2 separate regions of the Anas platyrhynchos genome follow, and region 2 is linked to region 1. A link is a contact called in public Hi-C data. All regions are on one chromosome and are shown on one strand. The core of a region is the stretch at or near the end of the contact, and the rest is flanking DNA. Distances in the headings are between cores, read along the strand shown.

Evidence for each region. A called contact is a pair of places that touch in the nucleus more often than the background predicts.
Region 2: a Hi-C map of subcutaneous adipose tissue shows a contact between it and region 1, with 3 times the contacts expected there. The contact joins the promoter of LOC101804808 here to the enhancer-like site in region 1. A contact is called at or near these places in 3 of 8 Hi-C or Micro-C datasets (skeletal muscle, small yellow follicle and subcutaneous adipose tissue).

The regions. Positions count from the first base shown.
Region 1 is chr5:26,554,486-26,557,013 of IASCAAS_PekinDuck_T2T, reverse strand. It overlaps LOC101804808, which reads left to right. Exons shown (of 15, transcript XM_038179640.2): 15 at 1-745. Among named protein-coding and RNA genes, the nearest start is that of BAZ1A, 70 kb to the right of the region's middle. Within about 2 kb of position 1,268, at least 4 of the 8 cell types and tissues checked have an H3K27ac peak or open chromatin away from gene starts, as enhancers often do. A contact at or near this core is called in subcutaneous adipose tissue, where this site is marked.
Region 2 is chr5:26,630,499-26,633,026 of IASCAAS_PekinDuck_T2T, reverse strand. It overlaps LOC101804808, which reads left to right and starts at 1,267. Exons shown (of 15, transcript XM_038179640.2): 1 at 1,267-1,386. TRNAA-AGC (transfer RNA alanine (anticodon AGC)) reads right to left here and starts at 1,157; the gene lies at 1,085-1,157.

The sequences.
Region 1 (2,528 bases), core at 19-2,518:
CGAGCCCCCCGGCTGTAGCAGAGCCTCGCAGCGGGTCCTCCAGCCATCCCTGAGCCACGGGGCAGCCACCAGCGGGGTTTGGGGACCTTTGGGGCAGGGGGCAAGCAGCGGCCGTCCCCACAACATCTCCTGCTCAACTCAGCCTGGCTCACTTGGCCTGAGGCAGCTCTTCCCCAGCCTGCTCAGCAGCAGCGGTGCCAACGCCTCGCCCCTGCCCCGACTCCCAAAGCAGCCCCGAGCCCGTAGCAAAGCCAGTGGGGCTGCCGGCAAACTCAGGAAAGGGCTCCCAGCTCCCTGCCCTGCTAGCCCCGGGATGGCTGCCACCAAAAAACCCGGGGGCTGCGTTTTGTCCCCTGACCGAGCACTTTGAGCAGCAGCACCCAGGGCCGGGCCGGGGCCGTCCTTCCCCGGCAGCCTCCACGCTGGAGGCCGGGGGGGGGGAGTCTCCTGCGTGCACTTTGCCAGCCCCTGACCATCGGCTTCCATTTGGATTGCTAGTCTTGTTTACAGCGTCGAACGCTTCCTCCTCCCCGACTCCTCCTAATGTATTATAATTATTACTGAAAAACTATTTTTATGTCTGTGCTTTTTTTTTTTTCTTTTTTTTTGTAAGGAAGTTTTTTTTTGGGGGGGAAAAAAAAAGTCAATCATTCCTTTTTACTCCGATCCCAACAGACTGTACATAGTATTCAATGCTGTGTTTTACATGGTTGTAATGACGATGGTTAAAGAAGTTTAGCATAAAGCCTGTCTCTTGGTGACCTTTCTTGTGGCAGTGAAGCCCCAGCTGGCTTTTAGCTCAGGCCCGGTGCCAGCTGGGAGGGCCGGGCTCGCACACGGCAGCACCGGGGTGGAAAACCGCTGGGGTTGTGGGTCGGGCTCGGTGTTTCCCTGACGTGAGCACGAGTGGGAGCATCCGTGGGCGCAGATGGCGGAGACGTTTGGCCGGAGCAGATGTCCAGGCTGCCAGCAGCGTGGTGAAAGCATCCCGGCTCGTTCTGGCCTTGTGCCTCCCTCCTGAGTCAACAGCCACAGGGCCCGAGCGAGGCATTACAAGCCGTGGAGGCCAGAAACCTCTGTTCTACGTAAAGCCTTTCTGTCCCAGCTCGCTGAGCCCACAAGGAGCACATCCTGCTTCCAGCCCCTGGCTGCTGGTGGCCAGGAGCCCTGCCCCGGCCCCATTTCAGCAGGGTCAGTGCCAGCCCGGGCCGAGGGTTTGCCTGGAGGCCCTGCAGGTCGGGGCTGTCACGCTGCTGGCGGTCCGGGCCCTGAGGTGCTGCCCTCGCAGCTCAGCGCCCCTTGGGGGAAGCTGTGGGCGGCTGGCACTGCTCACACCCCCCACCCCTTCAGGTCCTGCGCTTCCTGCGCTCAGATGCCTGCGGCGCTTTGTGGTTTGGGGGTGTCAAGGTCGTGCAGCAAAGGGTTGTGGGGTTTTTTGGGCTTTGCTGCCCAAACAGGAGGCCGCTGGGGCTAAGAAACGCCAGAAGAGACCAGGCCCGAGTGGCAGGTTTTTCTTTTTTTTTTTTTTTTTTTTTTTTTCTCCTTTGTTTCACTGTCACGGAGCGGGGTGAGGTGGCCTGGCTGCTCAGCCTCATCGCCTGCCCCTTGTCCTCCCTACAAGCCCCGCTCTGTGCCTCCATTGCCAGCTCCTGCCTGAAGATGGCAAAGGGGGAGGAGAAAGCAACAGCAAACCAACATCGCCTAGGAGCTGCAAGCCGTTTTTGTTGGGTGATTCAGCTGTGATCCTCCTGGAAACCCAGCCCTTCTGCATCTGGTATCAGGGCAGATGGAGCAGGCTGCTCCACGCCCCAGCAGCAGTGACACCAAAGCACTGCTCGGGATGGGAAGGGAAAGGTCTGCTCCTCGTGACCCAGCCGAGCTGCAGGTGGGGAGGCGAGGCCAGCATTTAGCCTGGCCAAAAGGGTTGCTCTGGAAACCTCAGCATTTCAGCTGCCCCCTCCCCACTGGGGGCTCCAGCTGTGATCTTGCTGGGAGCCCCAGCCCCTCTGTACCAGGGTGTGGGTTACGGATGGTGTGGGAGAGGTTTATACATCAGTCCCGAGACACCCATACCTGGCCAGCCCAAACCAGACCCCCTCGGCTCTTCCATCCAAGAACCCAGGCTCCAAGCAGGCTCTCCTCCACCCCGGAGGTGCAGCCTCACCAGAAATCCAGCACCAAGCTGCCTGCAGCCCTCCCAGCTGCTCACCCTGGGGCCTCAGCAGCTCCCGAGGTGCACACCTGAGGCACCCAGCCACACAGGGCAGTCCCTGAGCGGCACCTGGCAGCCATCAGAGCACTGAACACGCAGGGATTGAAGAAGGGCTAGTCTCTGACTTTACAGAAATTGCTGAGAAATAAAGGAGTTTACCAGAACCAGAGAGCACTCCTCAGCCTGCAGGTAAACGGACAGGGCCTCCTCCTTTTCAACAGGATGAGGGACCCCCCGTGATGGCAGCCATCAGAGAAGGAACTTGTGGTAGAGCCCAGTGGTGACCTTGGAGGCCACAGAAACGGCCAATATCCAG
Region 2 (2,528 bases), core at 18-2,517, 76 kb before region 1:
GATGTGGTCATCTTGTTCTTGTAAAAGAAAAGCCGATCTCTTTGTTTCGTGCTGGCTTTATTTTGGGGGTGGGGATGGGAATCATTATAACGAAATAGTTCTGTGAGTCTATGTGCAATATGTTGTCCCTGCCTCTACTGTGGTCACCACTAGCCCATGCCGGGCAAGGAGGAGCGTGCAGAAAAAACTACAGCCCGAGGAATTGTTCCGATGAAGGTGCCAGATTGTGCCCTGCCTGTCTGCAGAGGGCGGTGCAGCCTCAGCCTGAGCAGATTTGGGTGCCTGTGGTCACCGAGCTGAGCTACCCACAGCTAGCGGGGAAAAGGAGAGCACCAGGCCGTGAACACAAGTGTGCTTCGTGACGCAGCCCCCTCATGTCGGCTGCGTGGCAGCTGGTGAAACAGGAGACTGCAAGGGATTGCGCTGTCCCATTGAGTCCCGCTGCATATGAATGCTTGAATCGGTTGTGCAAGCTTTGAAGGCTGTGGTAGCGACAGCTGGTTATTTCATGAGCTTGTCTGGGGCTGTGAAGGCTGGGTATAAATCAGCCTTAAAAGACGAGAACAAACTTTTTCAAGTTAAAAAAAAAAAGAACAAACTCCATACGCTCATCTGTTTGTCAGACTCCAGGCTGCGTGCTGCCATCGCCATTTGCTGGAAAGGGCTGCTGGGTTGCCTCTGGCGGTGGAGAAGTTTCTCTCCGCTGAGAATTCGTGGCAATTCGTGCCAAATTATCCCTTTGTGAGAGGCGCTGCATCTTCCCTCCGATCCTGTCCTTTGTGCTATCGCAGCAAATCCCGTTTTACCAGGCCTTGTCCTATTGACGTGGCCTTGCTGCTTAAAACGAAGGGCAGCGGGGTCGGGATTTTCGGAGGCCGGAGCTGTAGTGCGGGGCAGTGGTGAGGCAGCGCTGTGCCTGTCAGGGTTACTCCCACAGGAACAGCCCGCCCAGCTTTGTTCTTCTCGGAGCCAGATTTTAGTTCAACCCAAGTTGGCAGCTGCCAAGGGCCGACCCCTCGGGATAGCTCGGGCCCAGGATAAGATGGAGGGAAGGGAGGAAAGAAAAAAAAAAAAAAAAAAGGAGTGGAGAATGCGGGCATCGATCCCGCTACCTCTCGCATGCTAAGCGAGCGCTCTACCATTTGAGCTAATTCCCCTGCCCGCCTCACCGTCCGCCTGATCCCTTTCTACTCTCTTCTCGCGAGACTCTCCCCCCCTCCCCTCAGAACTACAGCTCCCAGCGTGCCCCGCGCGCGGAGCCGGGCCGGGGGCTTGCGCGGGAGGGGGAGGGGGCGGGGGCGGGGCTTGGCGCGGCGGGGCGGGGCCGAGGGGCCGGGGCGCGCGCGCGCGCGCCGGTGGCGGGACCGGAGCGGGAGCGCGCGCCCGGTAAGGAACGGAGGGACCGGGGGGGTGGGAGGGGGAGCACCGGGGATGGGGGGGGCGCTGGGGGGGCCCGGGGCATCGGGAGGGGCTGGGGGGTACCGGGAGGGGCTGGGGGGCTCGGGGGGGTCCCGGGGCACCGGGACGGCTTGGGGGTGCGGTGGGGTCCCGGTGCACCGGGAGGGTTTGGGGGATTTGGAGGGGGTCCCGGGGCACCGGGAGGATTTGGGGGTGCGGGGGGGTCCCCGAGGCGAGGCGGTGCCCGGGGTCGCGCAGGGCTCGCAGGGGATCATCCCCCCGGGATCCCTCCGTCGGTGCCCGGAGGGGTCTCGCCTCCGGTCCTCGGGTGGCGCAGGGGGATTTTTGGGGTCCCGGGGGGGGTTTTGGGGTCCCCACCGGGCTGCGGTGCCCGGGCTGCGGCCGGGGGGAGCGCTGGGGTCGGTCCCTGCGGGTGGCGGGGGTCAGCGGGGGGGCTCGGTGCGTGCGGCTTGCTCGCAGAGGTGCCCCCCTAAAGGCAGCCCCCAAAAAAGCGAAGAGCTTCGGGGGCACCGCAGGGGATGTGGCCGGGATGTGGTGCCCCGTGCTGGGGGTGGCTGTGGGGCGCTAGGAAAACGGGGGTGCTTTTGGGGGAAGAAAGCGGCCAAATGGGCGAGTGCGTCAGGTCCCTCCTGCGTGGTGGCATCAGCCCCTGCCGCTTCTCTTCCTCCCCAATTTCGCTCCTGGTGGAGGTGGCCGGAGCAGAGCAGTTCCGTGGAGCTGCTCGTGCTGCGGTGTGCGAGGCGCCTTGTTCCTGGGCACCTTTTCTGAGCGAGCCTCGTGCGGTTCTGGTGAAACGCTGCCTGGTTGCAGCAGCATCACGATCGAGAAATGTCATTTTGGTATTTATTGCTCTTCCTGGACAGGTCGTGGGCTGTCAGTGGGCCTTGCCTCTTGCAGAGCTTTCTCAGTAGCTTGTCTGAACGTTGCTGTCTCTAAACTCCGTGAATGTTTAAATTTAATCCTCCCCTCTAACACTGCGTCTTCCTTTAAAGGGCCTGAGCAGCATGAGCTCAGCCCTTCAGATGCTCTCCTGGCTTTGGTTTTTCATTGTTGTGGTTGCGGGCTCCGTTCTTGTTCTGTGCAGCTGAGGGAAGACCGGCGAGCACATT